3 separate regions of the Sus scrofa genome follow, and all the other regions are linked to region 3. Evidence: chromatin contacts called from public Hi-C data. All regions are on one chromosome and are shown on one strand. The core of a region is the stretch at or near the end of the contact, and the rest is flanking DNA. Distances in the headings are between cores, read along the strand shown.

Region 1 (3,503 bases), core at 826-3,325, 67 kb before region 3:
CAGTGGAGTTAATCACCATGTCTCAAGGGAGCAGACATCTGGGGCAGACCTCTCTTCCCCACGGAACCACCAAACACCCACTTCTTGCCGGGCTGTGCTGATAAAACCTTAGCATCCACTCCACAATAACAAAACCCACAGCGAAACCTGGCTTTCTCCCTCTGGATAGGCACATGGGAGTCAAATTGTTCAAAGTCATCAAGTTCAAAAACAAGTATAAAAGAGGTAAAATCAGGACCCTGGGGACACTGGGGCCTTTGTCCTGGGGGGCAATGGGGACATGGTGAGAGCGGCATTTTTAAAGAAATTACTCTGTGGGGAGAAGGGGCAACGTGGAAGCAGAGCTCAGGCGAGAGCGAAGGTGACTGTGTGTTGTATCAAAAATAGAAAGAAGGGGATGGACTTGCGAACTACGAAGAGGGAAAACAGGGTTTGATAGTTAATTATAAATGAGGTGGAGGTGGCTAGAGAGGGGGAAGGAGAAAAATATACATAGCCTCGGGAAAAAATTGGCAGCTTTCTTGAGTAAATAAAAAACTCCTTAAGTTTGAAAAAAACAACAGCTCAACTCCATTGCCCAGGGCTCCTGGTACACGTGGGGACAGAGGGCACATCCCACACAGTCTCACCTTTGTGACTGTGGCTGTTTCAAGGTCCAGGTCACTGAAGAAAAACAAGATGTCAGCTCTGTGTCTGGATGTCTCGTGCTACTTTTTTTTTTTTTTTTTTTTGGCTTTTTTAGGGATGCACCTGAGCTAGGGGTCGAATTGGAACTGCAGCCGCCAACCTACACCACAGTCACAGCAACCCAAGTCACATCTGCGACCTACATCACAGCCCGGCAATGCCAGATTCTGAACCCGCTGAGTGGGGCCAGGGATCTAACCCGCATCCTCATAGATGCTAGCTGGGTTGATAACCCGCTAAGCCACCACAGGAACTTCCTGTGATAACTCGGTTCACATCTCGCACGGACTTTCCTATTGCTGAGCGTTTTCTAGGCATCCTGATAGATCTGGATGCTTTGACTCTGGCCTTTACTACTGTGAGGTGAGCAACTGAGCCCCGGGGAGAAGGGGACAGCACAAAGCCTACAGAGCACCAGCTTGGAAAGCCTTTCCTGGGTCCTTCTCAAGAGGGGGGCCTTCTGTGTAACGGCCACCCCAAAGCTACTGTTTATTGTGCAGATGAGATTTTTCATATCTTCAGCACCAGGGGAAATGGCAAAAAGAAAGGGGAAGCCGGGAGCTGGAAAAGATGAAGACAATTCCACAGTCCAGCGTCCCCTGTGACCACACTCAAGTCCTTATGAATTCACGTGCCAGAGACTGCCAGTCTTGAGTTAGAACTGTGAGGTCCCAGGGAGGGGGGACCCTCAGTTTGGCCTCTAAGTTGTGAATCTGTTCTGCTCCTTTTCCCTTTATTTTGCTGCTGTTGTTCTGCTCCTGTTGATACTCAAGTTTCTAAGTCTGGCTAAAAGAAAAAAAAAAATGCTACTCAAGGTTTACTTTAGATAAAGTTAGTCATATTCGGAAGCAATCACCATAAAAAAGGATGTCCTAGAAGGTGCATTGGGGGCAGCCCCAATCAAGACAAAATCCAAATGACATTATTTCCTAACTGCCTGTGCCTGTGCCTAAGGCCCGTTCGATTGACTTCAAAGCAATGAATAGCCTCCCTTATTTCACAGCTATCTTTGCTGTCTTGAAGGGTGGGGTTACCTTTTATCAAGAAACACAATGGGGTTATGAGGCCCCGCCTGGGCCAGTGAGACAGAATGTCTGCACCTGCAAACTTTTCACACTGGCCTGGAGGTGATTTCAATACGGCTCAGCAGAAGCACTGCTGACCCGGGCAACATGCCAGCAGGGTATTGTCAGAACAATTCAACATGTTTGCTGGCTTCTTCCGCTTCCTAAAAACAGAAGTTGCCACACACACGAAATAATTCAATGTGAAAGAAAAGTAAAAATAAAAATCAGGAGTTTTTTTTCTCCCTCCCCTTAAAGGGCTAGCAGGAAAGGTCTTTAGGGGTGGCTCTCCTGTGCATTTAAACACACGGGAGAGAGAAAACAGTAGAAGATCTGGTTTGAGACACCGCACTCAGACTGAGTGCACAGCCAACTGAATCTGGACCATTCAGCTGTCACGGACAAGAAGGCAAGACCTGGATACTGCCCACTGGCCATGAGTGTGTGCCTGCCTGTGCACACGCATGTGTGTGTTTACACGCATGTGTTTTTCTGCTATGATTTGCCACCAGAATAAAACCACATAGCAGCAATCCTTCAAGAGTTCATCTGTCAGGGTAACAGTACATTTTGTGTTTTACACATTTACTGGATGCACTTACCAAATAGTCACCTTCTCCAGAATTAAAAATGTACTAGTGGCTGGTCTCCAATGGATTAAGGTATTGATTTTCAATCTATTTCCCTAGCGACAGAGCCTACCAACAACAGGAAAAACGTCTCGTGTGAAGGACTTGTTTCAAGCTCCCATTTTTAAATCTTATAAACACATCCTTATGAGAGCAGAATGAAAACATCTTGAGGCTTTCATCCCTGTTCCTGGATTCAAAACTGGAAGGAACTCTGAGTTTAGAAACAAATGAATGGAAAGCAGGAAACAGTGTCATTTTTAAATAAAGCATTTTTTAAAAGGTAAAGCAAGACTAGTAAAGGCTAGGATGCCTAATTATTGGTCACATGGGAGAGTGTAGAAAAAAGATTTGGGAAGGCTTTAAAATCTGAGGTGGTGCTACTGTTTGCAGTGACACTCATTTCTTTAAAATACTTGCAAGGATCCACTTTGTATATCATTACATAGCTTCATAAGGTCATGAATTTGAAAGTGATATTCAGACTCATTTTACTGCCATCCACTATTACTTTGTTATTAGGAGGGACTCATTTTATCCAGTAGGTGATTCTCTCACCAAACCTGGCCTCTCTCTTTGCCTGGGGAGTAATGACTCATTAAATTAGCACCAACCCTATGTAGCACCAATCATACCAAAGGGCAAAGAACCAGCAACCTGAGACAATATTTGCATACTGAAGACCAGACCAAAATGTTAAAGAAAGAAAGAAAGAGAGAAGAGAGAGAGAGAGAGAGAGAGAGAGAGAGAGAGAGAGAGAGAAAGAAAGAAAAAAGAAAGAAAGAAAGAAAGAAAGAAAGAAAGAAAGAAAGAAAGAAAGAAAGAAAGAAAGAAAGAAAGAAAGAAAAGAAAAGGTAAAGAAAACAGGTCCAATTCTGACATTTATGTGGCATATTTTATCTGAGGCTGACTTCACCTCTTTAATGAAGGGGTGCTCCAAAAGCCAACCAGCTCCCTCCAAATAAGCTGAATCTTAAGAAAGCGTGCCTGGAAGATGGGCATATATCTTCCCTTTTTAAAAGGGCTCAGTGGGCAGGCTTGCAGGGACAGCCTGCTGAGAAAGGGATGGTAAAAACCCAGGTGCTGGTGAAGCAGCTCTTGGCCTTGAAGCTGGGCTCCCAGG
Region 2 (3,512 bases), core at 487-2,986, 120 kb before region 3:
CGGCAAATGCTGCTGCAGAAATTACCTTCTCCCCCTCTTCTGGGGTCTCCAAATAGAAGTGGATGGAAAGATATGCGTGATGCTCCATCTTTGGGCCTGTGAGCCCATAACGTAGGGGCTACATTACTTCTCGGCAGTGGCAGATATCTATTGACTCAAGAAACCATCCAGAAATCTGGGGAGATATCTTTTTTTTTTTTTTTTTTTGTCTTTTTGCCATTTCTTGGGCCGCTTCTGTGGTATATGGAGGTTCCCAGGCTAGGGGTCTAATTGGAGCCGTAGCCACCAGCCTACGCCACAGCCACAGCAACGCGGGATCCGAGCCGCATCTGCAACCTACACCACATCTCACAGCAATGGCAACGCCGGATCCTTAACCCACTGAGCAAGGCTAGGGACCGAACACACAACCTCATGGTTCCTAGTGAGATTTGTTAACCACCGCACCATGATAGGAACTCCTGGGGAGATATCTCTTACAGAGTGATAACAGCTCACCCTGCTCCAGTGCGTGAATTGGCCACAACATTCAGGAAGTCACAGCTTCAAAATAAAATTCACACATAAGCATTCAGCCAACATTCAAATCTTTTTTTTTTTTTTTTTTTTTTTTTTTTTTTATGGCGGGTCCCTCAGCATTATGGAAGTTCCAGGCTAGGGGCTGAATCGGAGCCTATGCCACAGCCACGGCAACACCAGATCCGAGCCACATCTGTGATCTACACCACAGCCACAGCAATGCTGGATCCTTAACTCACTGAGCGAGGCCAGGGATCGAATCCATATCCTCATGGATACTAGTCCTATTCTAAACCCACTGAGCTACAATGGGAACTCCCTAAATCTTAATCTGATGCCTCCAGGTGTCCCAGCCTGAGCTTTATCCAATGTCATAAACAGTCCCGTGGACATTCAGACCTGACCCTCTCTCTGGGCTGGGATCTTCTGGGAGAGGTGCCCCAGCAGAGCCACTGCTTTGCCCCCACTGAGAAAACCCTGACCCTGGCTGGATTGAGGTCCCGCACCCATACCCCCAGTCCATCTGCCTTAGGATGAATTCCCCAGGCTTTAGGACAGTGCCTCGGATCTCTTCAAGTTCTGCTTAGGGAGGATTTTGGAACTTGCCTCCTGAACATTGATGAGAGATAAAGGAGCTTGTCACTGAGAAACTTTCATCAAAGTCTCTGCTTTGTATTCAAGAAGGGCTTCCTCCCCTGGAGCTATCCCTACCTGATAGAGGTCTCCGGCAGGGTCTGGGCACACGCAGAGCCCAGAGCAGCATGGAGGTCTCAGTGTCTCCACTCAGAGAGAAAGGGAGTTGTTTTTGGCTTTTTTTCTTTCTTTCTTTTTTTTTTTTTTTTTGGCTGCCCTGTGCCATATGGAGTTCCAGGACCAGGGGTCAGATCTAAGCCACAGTTGCGACCTACACTGCAGCTTCGGCAATGCCAGATCCTTAACCCACTGTGGGGTGTTGGGGATCAAACCTGCGTCCCAGCACTCCAGAGACACCACCGATTCCGCTGCACCACAGAGGGAACTCCAAAAGTGAGTTTTAACACCTTGAAGTGAATGAACGTCTCCAAACATCCTTTCAGTAAAAAATCTGTTCCAATTTCTGATATGCATATTTATTTTCATTTTTTTAGATCACTTCCTGGTAAGAGCCAGGACTCGTATAGATGACTGACTTCTTTCATAATCTTCCAGTTGGCCTCAATGCCTGTCCAACACCTCTTCTCTGATGACACGGTCCTATTACCCAGAGGTCAGGGCCAGGCCAGTGACACAGCCATCTGGCCCCCAGGATGTGGGATGTCATCCTCTGAATCCACTAATCAGAGTCTATTAAGAGACCTCTATTTGCAGTCTGGTGCTTCATTAGAGAAGTTGTCTGTAGACTCCAAATTGTCGTTCCTTATAAACGCAATTAAATCCGACACCTAGCCCTAGATATGCCTTCAAAAATTATTACTCTCTGACTATTTACAGACTCAGTCCCTTCCCAGCCCTTCTCCACACCCACTGGCTCCTGTGAATCGTGTATTTATTTGCTGACTGAAGTTCTCTCTGTCCTGGTTTCACAGCGTCCTCCCCGCCCCCATCCGTGTTGGACGTTGCATAAACAACCTTATCTTTTGGCAGCAATTTTCAAAAACATGTAAGTCCTTTTCTTTCCTCTCCACCCCCCGTCCCCCCTCATCCTGTACTGTACTGTACTTGTGCCAACTTCCCAAGCTTTTCTCCAAATCATTGTGCTGGGATATGATACATGGAAAAATAGTTTGCTAATCCAGTGGGATGATTGGCGTTTAGTGGATTATGGAGATTGTTTCTCTGCGGTGTTAACGGAAGGTCAAGGTCCACTGTATTTCATGTCCCTCCTTTAGAACACAAAGGTCAACATGATTCTCACCATACCAGCTTCAAATCAGATACTTTGGAGGCAAGTGGGTGTGGCAGCACTGTGATTTGCTGAACCAACGGGCAAGCAAATATTTACACCTGCAGGCATAGCCACTCCCTAACTTCTTCCTCCTCTTACCTATAATAAATCCCTGTTTAAACCAAGTTGGCCTTTTTTTTTTTTAAGGGCCACACCTGCAGCATATGGAAATTCCCAGGCTAGGGGTCGAATTGGAGCTTCCACTGCCAGCCTACACCACGCCACAGCAACACCAGATCCAGGCTGCATCTTCAACCTATGCTGCAGCTCACAGCAATGCCGGATCCTTGCCCACTGAGTGGGCCAAGGATCGAACCCACATCCTCATGGATACTAGTCCGGTTCTTAACCTGCTGAGCCACAACAGAAAGTCCCTCAACCAAGTTTAATGGATCCTCTTTTTAAAGCCTTCCAGAGAGGAATTCATAATTGCCCTGAAAAGAACCCCTTAATGTGTAATTTAAACCCAGTTCACTTAGGTATTTAATTTGCACCTTATTGGCATTCACGAATCCATTGTAACTCAATTTTCATTATTATTTTTGACTTGAAGTATAGTTGATTTACAATATTATATTAGTTTCAGGTGTGCAGCAGAATGATTCAGTATTTTTGCAGATTGTCTCCATCATGGGTTATTAGAAGATTAACCGCTATAGTTCACTGTACTATACAATGTATCTTAGTTGCTTATCTGTTTCATATGTCACAGTTTGTACCTCTTAATATCATACCCTTAATTTGTCCCTCCCTCATTATGACTTCTTGAATAAGTGAGTGAAAAAGTTGCCTATGTGTGTATCTCATTCCCAGACCTCTTTCTGGATCTTTCTGTGATGCTGACAGAGCCAGCATCGGCTTCTCTCGCCTTTGCATTCCCTGTTCCTGCAGTGCTTCCCTCTCAGGAAATGGTCACTGAATGCTGACTCTGTCCTGCTCCTTGTGCAGAAAAGGGCCCCCCATCCTCTGGGGAAGAACCTCCTTTGTGGGTCCTTCTTTCCCACGTCACGCAGGCTCAGTTTCCCCAAGCGTCTAGGGTGCTCTTCTTGGAACCCTCTAGAGGATTCGT
Region 3 (3,709 bases), core at 564-3,063:
TCCCCCCCTCTAAAAAAGGAATGATGGGGGTGGGGTGAGAAAACTAGAAAGTCCTGAATGTGTGTGCATGGGATTAAACAGGGGTCACCCTCCAGGTCTTGGTAAGGGAGCGGAGCATGCGCCTGCCTAACTTCAAGACCATCGACCTGGTCCCAGTCTGTCACCAGCCCCCTGTCTGCACCTGCCTTAAACACCAAAAAAAGCTCAGGCTGCTAAGTTCCAATGTTATCTGCAGTCGGTTTGAAAACTAATAAGTGAATGCAAGCTTGACAGCAACCTCGGTGATTCCTGAAAATCCACAACAGGAAATGTAACTATCCTCCACCCTCCCTTGCCATTCATCAAAAGCAGACCTAGTCACAGCAACAGGGAGGCCAGTGGCAGAAGGTAAATGCTGGCACTTTTCCTCAACTAGGAAACCTCCGAATATTCTTAACCCAGGGCTGGGAGCACTACCCGTAGCCCACACTGGGGGAAGGGAGCGGGTAAAATATCCCTAAGTTACAAACACTATACAGAGGGGGTGAAAACTACTAAACGCCAAGCCGCAAGTATGGGGCAACCTCGACTGCCAGTCCCAGGGGTCACGTTCACAGCCGATGACCAGGGGTCCTGCCTACACCGACTGACTCGGGCACCTCGTCCGGCGCTGGGAAGACCGTTTCTGAGCCCGGCTCTGGCTGCCAGCCTCCTGCCCTCTTCTTCCCCTCTAAAGGGGCAAGGGGGTGAGGGCGGCCAACGCAGCCACACGTGCGGCCCAAACCCAGACGCCAGTGCGTCCTCGGAAGGGGATGAGTTGCATCCTGAAGCCCCTGGAACTTGGAAAGGCTGCCCGAGCCCTCTCGGGGCCGGGTCCCAGGCCGTAGCCCCGCGAGCGGGCGGGCGCCACGATCGGCCACAGCGGGCATCGCTTGGTGGGCGAGCCCGGCCCGCGAGGCGGAAAGGAAGTGGCGGCCGCGGCTTTGCACCAACCACGTTTGGCCGGCGGGCGAATGCCACTCGGCGCCCCGAGCGGGATCGGAGGGCGCGGGGCGGGCACACGCGTCCCCACCCCGCCGCCGCCCGCGCCCCGGGACCCCCAGGGGAGCCGGCACCCGGGCTTGCCAGCAGGGCGCCGCTCGGTCCCCGGAGGCTCCCCGCCCCCACCTCGCCCGCTCCGTAGCCGAGGCGGGTCAGGCCCAGCGCGCGAGGCCGGCCCGGGGGCGCCCGCGGGGACCCGGAGGCGCCCGGCGCTAGGCCGCGGCCGGGGCCGCTGACCCCTGGGCGCGGCGCCCTCCCAGGACGCGCCGCCCGAGCCCCCGGCGCGCCGGGACAAGTGCATCGACAAGGCCCCAGGGCCAGCCCGGGCGCTGGCCGGCGGGAAGGAGGACGCGGCGTCCCTCCCGGGCGGTGGCGGCAGCGGCCCAGCCCCCAGGAAGCCGGGCGCGCCGGCCAGGCCCGGCGCCCAGCCGGGTTCCGAGCCCGCCCGCCGGCCCCGGCCGCTGGCACCCGACGCCCGCGACCCTTCCCCGAGTCCGGCAGGCGGGCGAGCCCTGGGACCGCCGCCGGGCTCCGCATCAAGTTTCCTTTGGCCGCGGCGGGAGGTGCCTCTCCCGGCCAGACGCGGGGCGCAGGCTGCGGGCGGTCGGCGGGTTCCTGTCTATTTATGCCAGAAGCTGCCGGGAGAGAGCCACTGCCGCCGGGCACCGAGAAGGACCCGCTTCTCTCCTTAGGATCTGGTGGCTACGGCGTCTGTAAACATACACACGCACCCACATGCACCCGATAATTTTGTTTTAAAAGGAGGCCCGACTCCAACAGTCCTGCACCCCCCCCAACACCTGGGGTGCAGAATCACACAGAGCAGGTCTGTGTCCATGGAGCCACCTCTCCGCATCTGCAAATCCAAAAGTGAAATTAAACCTCCACTAACCTCCTCCTCCTCCTCCTCCCTCTTTACCTCCTCCTCCTCCTTGCAGCCTCAGCAGCCCCAGTAGCAGCAGCAACAGCAGCAGAAACCTGCTTTCCCTAAAATCAGATGATCCATAATAGCGCCGACTGTTCCTCCAAAAATCAGTATTAATATTTATGAACCTCAGCATTTTCCGTCTGCCAAACATCGTGTCAAACCATCAGGACGCGCGCACACACAGATCCCCTCCAGTCCTCATAAACATGCCCTCGAGAAAAACACACACGCACAGTCACAACTATTATTTGAAAAATGTTACCTCTCAGTGTGCTTTTTCACGCTACCAATACAATTCCGCAAGGCTTAAGTGTTGCTAGGGTGTGTGAAATGGAAATGAAAGCCCGTCAGTTGAATAATCGCAGGAGCAAAACTAAAAGTTACTCCCCGGCTTGCCTGAGAACAGTCCAGATCGAAAGCAAAACAAGGAGAGGAAACTGCGAAGCGCTGAGGCTGGAAATCCCCCCACCCCCCGCCCTCCTGCCAGCCTCGCTCCCTCCCTCCCTCCCTCCCTCGCTCCCCCCTCCTCCCTCCTCCCTCCTCCCTCCGCCCTTCCTCCCCAGTGTTTGTTTCAAGCTTGTGCAACCGGGAGGTGGAGGCGGAGGGAGGGCTCGAGCAGCCCGGCCGGGAGGTGCGGAAGTTCGCCGCCGCCGTTCATTGGCCGGCCGCACGGCTTTCATCATTTCTCGGAAAAGTCAATTTCATTTTCACTTCCCCACGACGCGGCAGCAGGAGCAACAAGCGGCTGCTCGCGAGTCTGTTGCTCGCACCTCCCGGCGCTCACACTCCCGCGCTCACACTCGAGCGGGGACCCGGGGGGTTACGGGCCGCGAGCTTGGGTTCCGGCCAGAAGCTGTTAACGGTAGGAGGGAAAGGCAGGTACCTACCTACCTGACTCTCCATCCTAAACGTAACCTGAGGGTGGGAAGGAAGGAGGAGGAGGACGTGCCGGGGAAGCAAAGCTCTTGCCATCCAGTTGGTGGGGCAGGTGTAAGAGACATCTAGAGCCTGTTTTCTGAGTGAATAAAAACTCACTTTGTAACACTTCCCACTTCAAGGAACAAAAGGAGCAATTAACCGACAAGATAGCATTACTTAGATATTAGTGCAATGACTGGGCCAAGGGGCCAAGTGTCGCGACGTCCTGCACTTTATTTGAACCCTTATCGGTAGTTGACAGTGTAACCCTTTGAGGGGCTGCCGGTCATCTGGGACACCGCCTGGAGCTCTTTTGGGGGGGCGATAAGAAAGGCCTTCCCCTAGTAAGTCAACAGCAGCACTCTCCCAGCCTGAGTGTGCAACGGAAGTGACCCTACTGCAGGATGAGATGGGCAAGGGTGATAGCTAATTTTCCTGAAAGAGTCTTCATGTGGCTGGTCCAGGATTGAGGTTTTATACTGTAGTACTTGCAGCCAGGTTCAAACTTGGCCTCTTTAACTTACTAGCTGGGCATCCTCCATCAAGTGGCTGAACCCGAGGCCTTAGTATTCAGTGCCTTGGCATGAGGATGAGTGAGAGAATGCAAGAATCCAGGCACAGCACTTGTCATGTTCAGGGTAAGTTAGCTCAAACTAAGACAATTCCCTGGGGACCTGCCACTTTGGGGTCCTTTGCTTTAAAGTATGGGTTCTTTCCTGCCATGCAGTTTCCTTGGCTCTCTCCCACACTTCTCTCCCCAACACATAAAGTCCCTTCCTGGGAGGTCACAGCTACATATATGTAAACACTGTTCTAAAAACGTAACTCCAAGAGTTCTTTTTT

The links. A called contact is a pair of places that touch in the nucleus more often than the background predicts.
Region 1: a Hi-C map of liver shows a contact between it and region 3, with 1.6 times the contacts expected there. The contact joins the enhancer-like site here to the promoter of LOC106506214 in region 3. A contact is called at or near these places in 6 of 47 Hi-C or Micro-C datasets (alveolar macrophages, blood, heart right ventricle and 2 more) and 2 of 2 datasets of contacts at active chromatin or transcription factors (alveolar macrophages and skeletal muscle).
Region 2: a contact with region 3 is called in a Hi-C map of liver, with 4 times the contacts expected there. The contact joins the enhancer-like site here to the promoter of LOC106506214 in region 3. A contact is called at or near these places in 1 of 5 promoter capture datasets (liver), 4 of 47 Hi-C or Micro-C datasets (liver and subcutaneous adipose tissue) and 2 of 2 datasets of contacts at active chromatin or transcription factors (alveolar macrophages and skeletal muscle).

What each region holds. Positions count from the first base shown.
Region 1 is chr15:45,564,811-45,568,313 of Sscrofa11.1, forward strand. The region is part of intron 9 of IRF2 (interferon regulatory factor 2); the gene reads right to left. Among named protein-coding and RNA genes, the nearest start is that of ENPP6, 130 kb to the left of the region's middle. Within about 2 kb of position 2,076, at least 28 of the 83 cell types and tissues checked have an H3K27ac peak or open chromatin away from gene starts, as enhancers often do. A contact at or near this core is called in alveolar macrophages and liver, where this site is marked.
Region 2 is chr15:45,517,180-45,520,691 of Sscrofa11.1, forward strand. No RefSeq gene overlaps it. Among named protein-coding and RNA genes, the nearest start is that of ENPP6, 78 kb to the left of the region's middle. Within about 2 kb of position 1,737, at least 23 of the 83 cell types and tissues checked have an H3K27ac peak or open chromatin away from gene starts, as enhancers often do. A contact at or near this core is called in liver and skeletal muscle, where this site is marked.
Region 3 is chr15:45,632,344-45,636,052 of Sscrofa11.1, forward strand. LOC106506214 (collagen alpha-1(I) chain) reads right to left here and starts at 1,814. Exons shown (of 1, transcript XM_021075624.1): 1 at 1-1,814. The coding sequence starts at 1,321. The coding sequence ends at 710. The region is part of intron 4 of IRF2 (interferon regulatory factor 2); the gene reads right to left.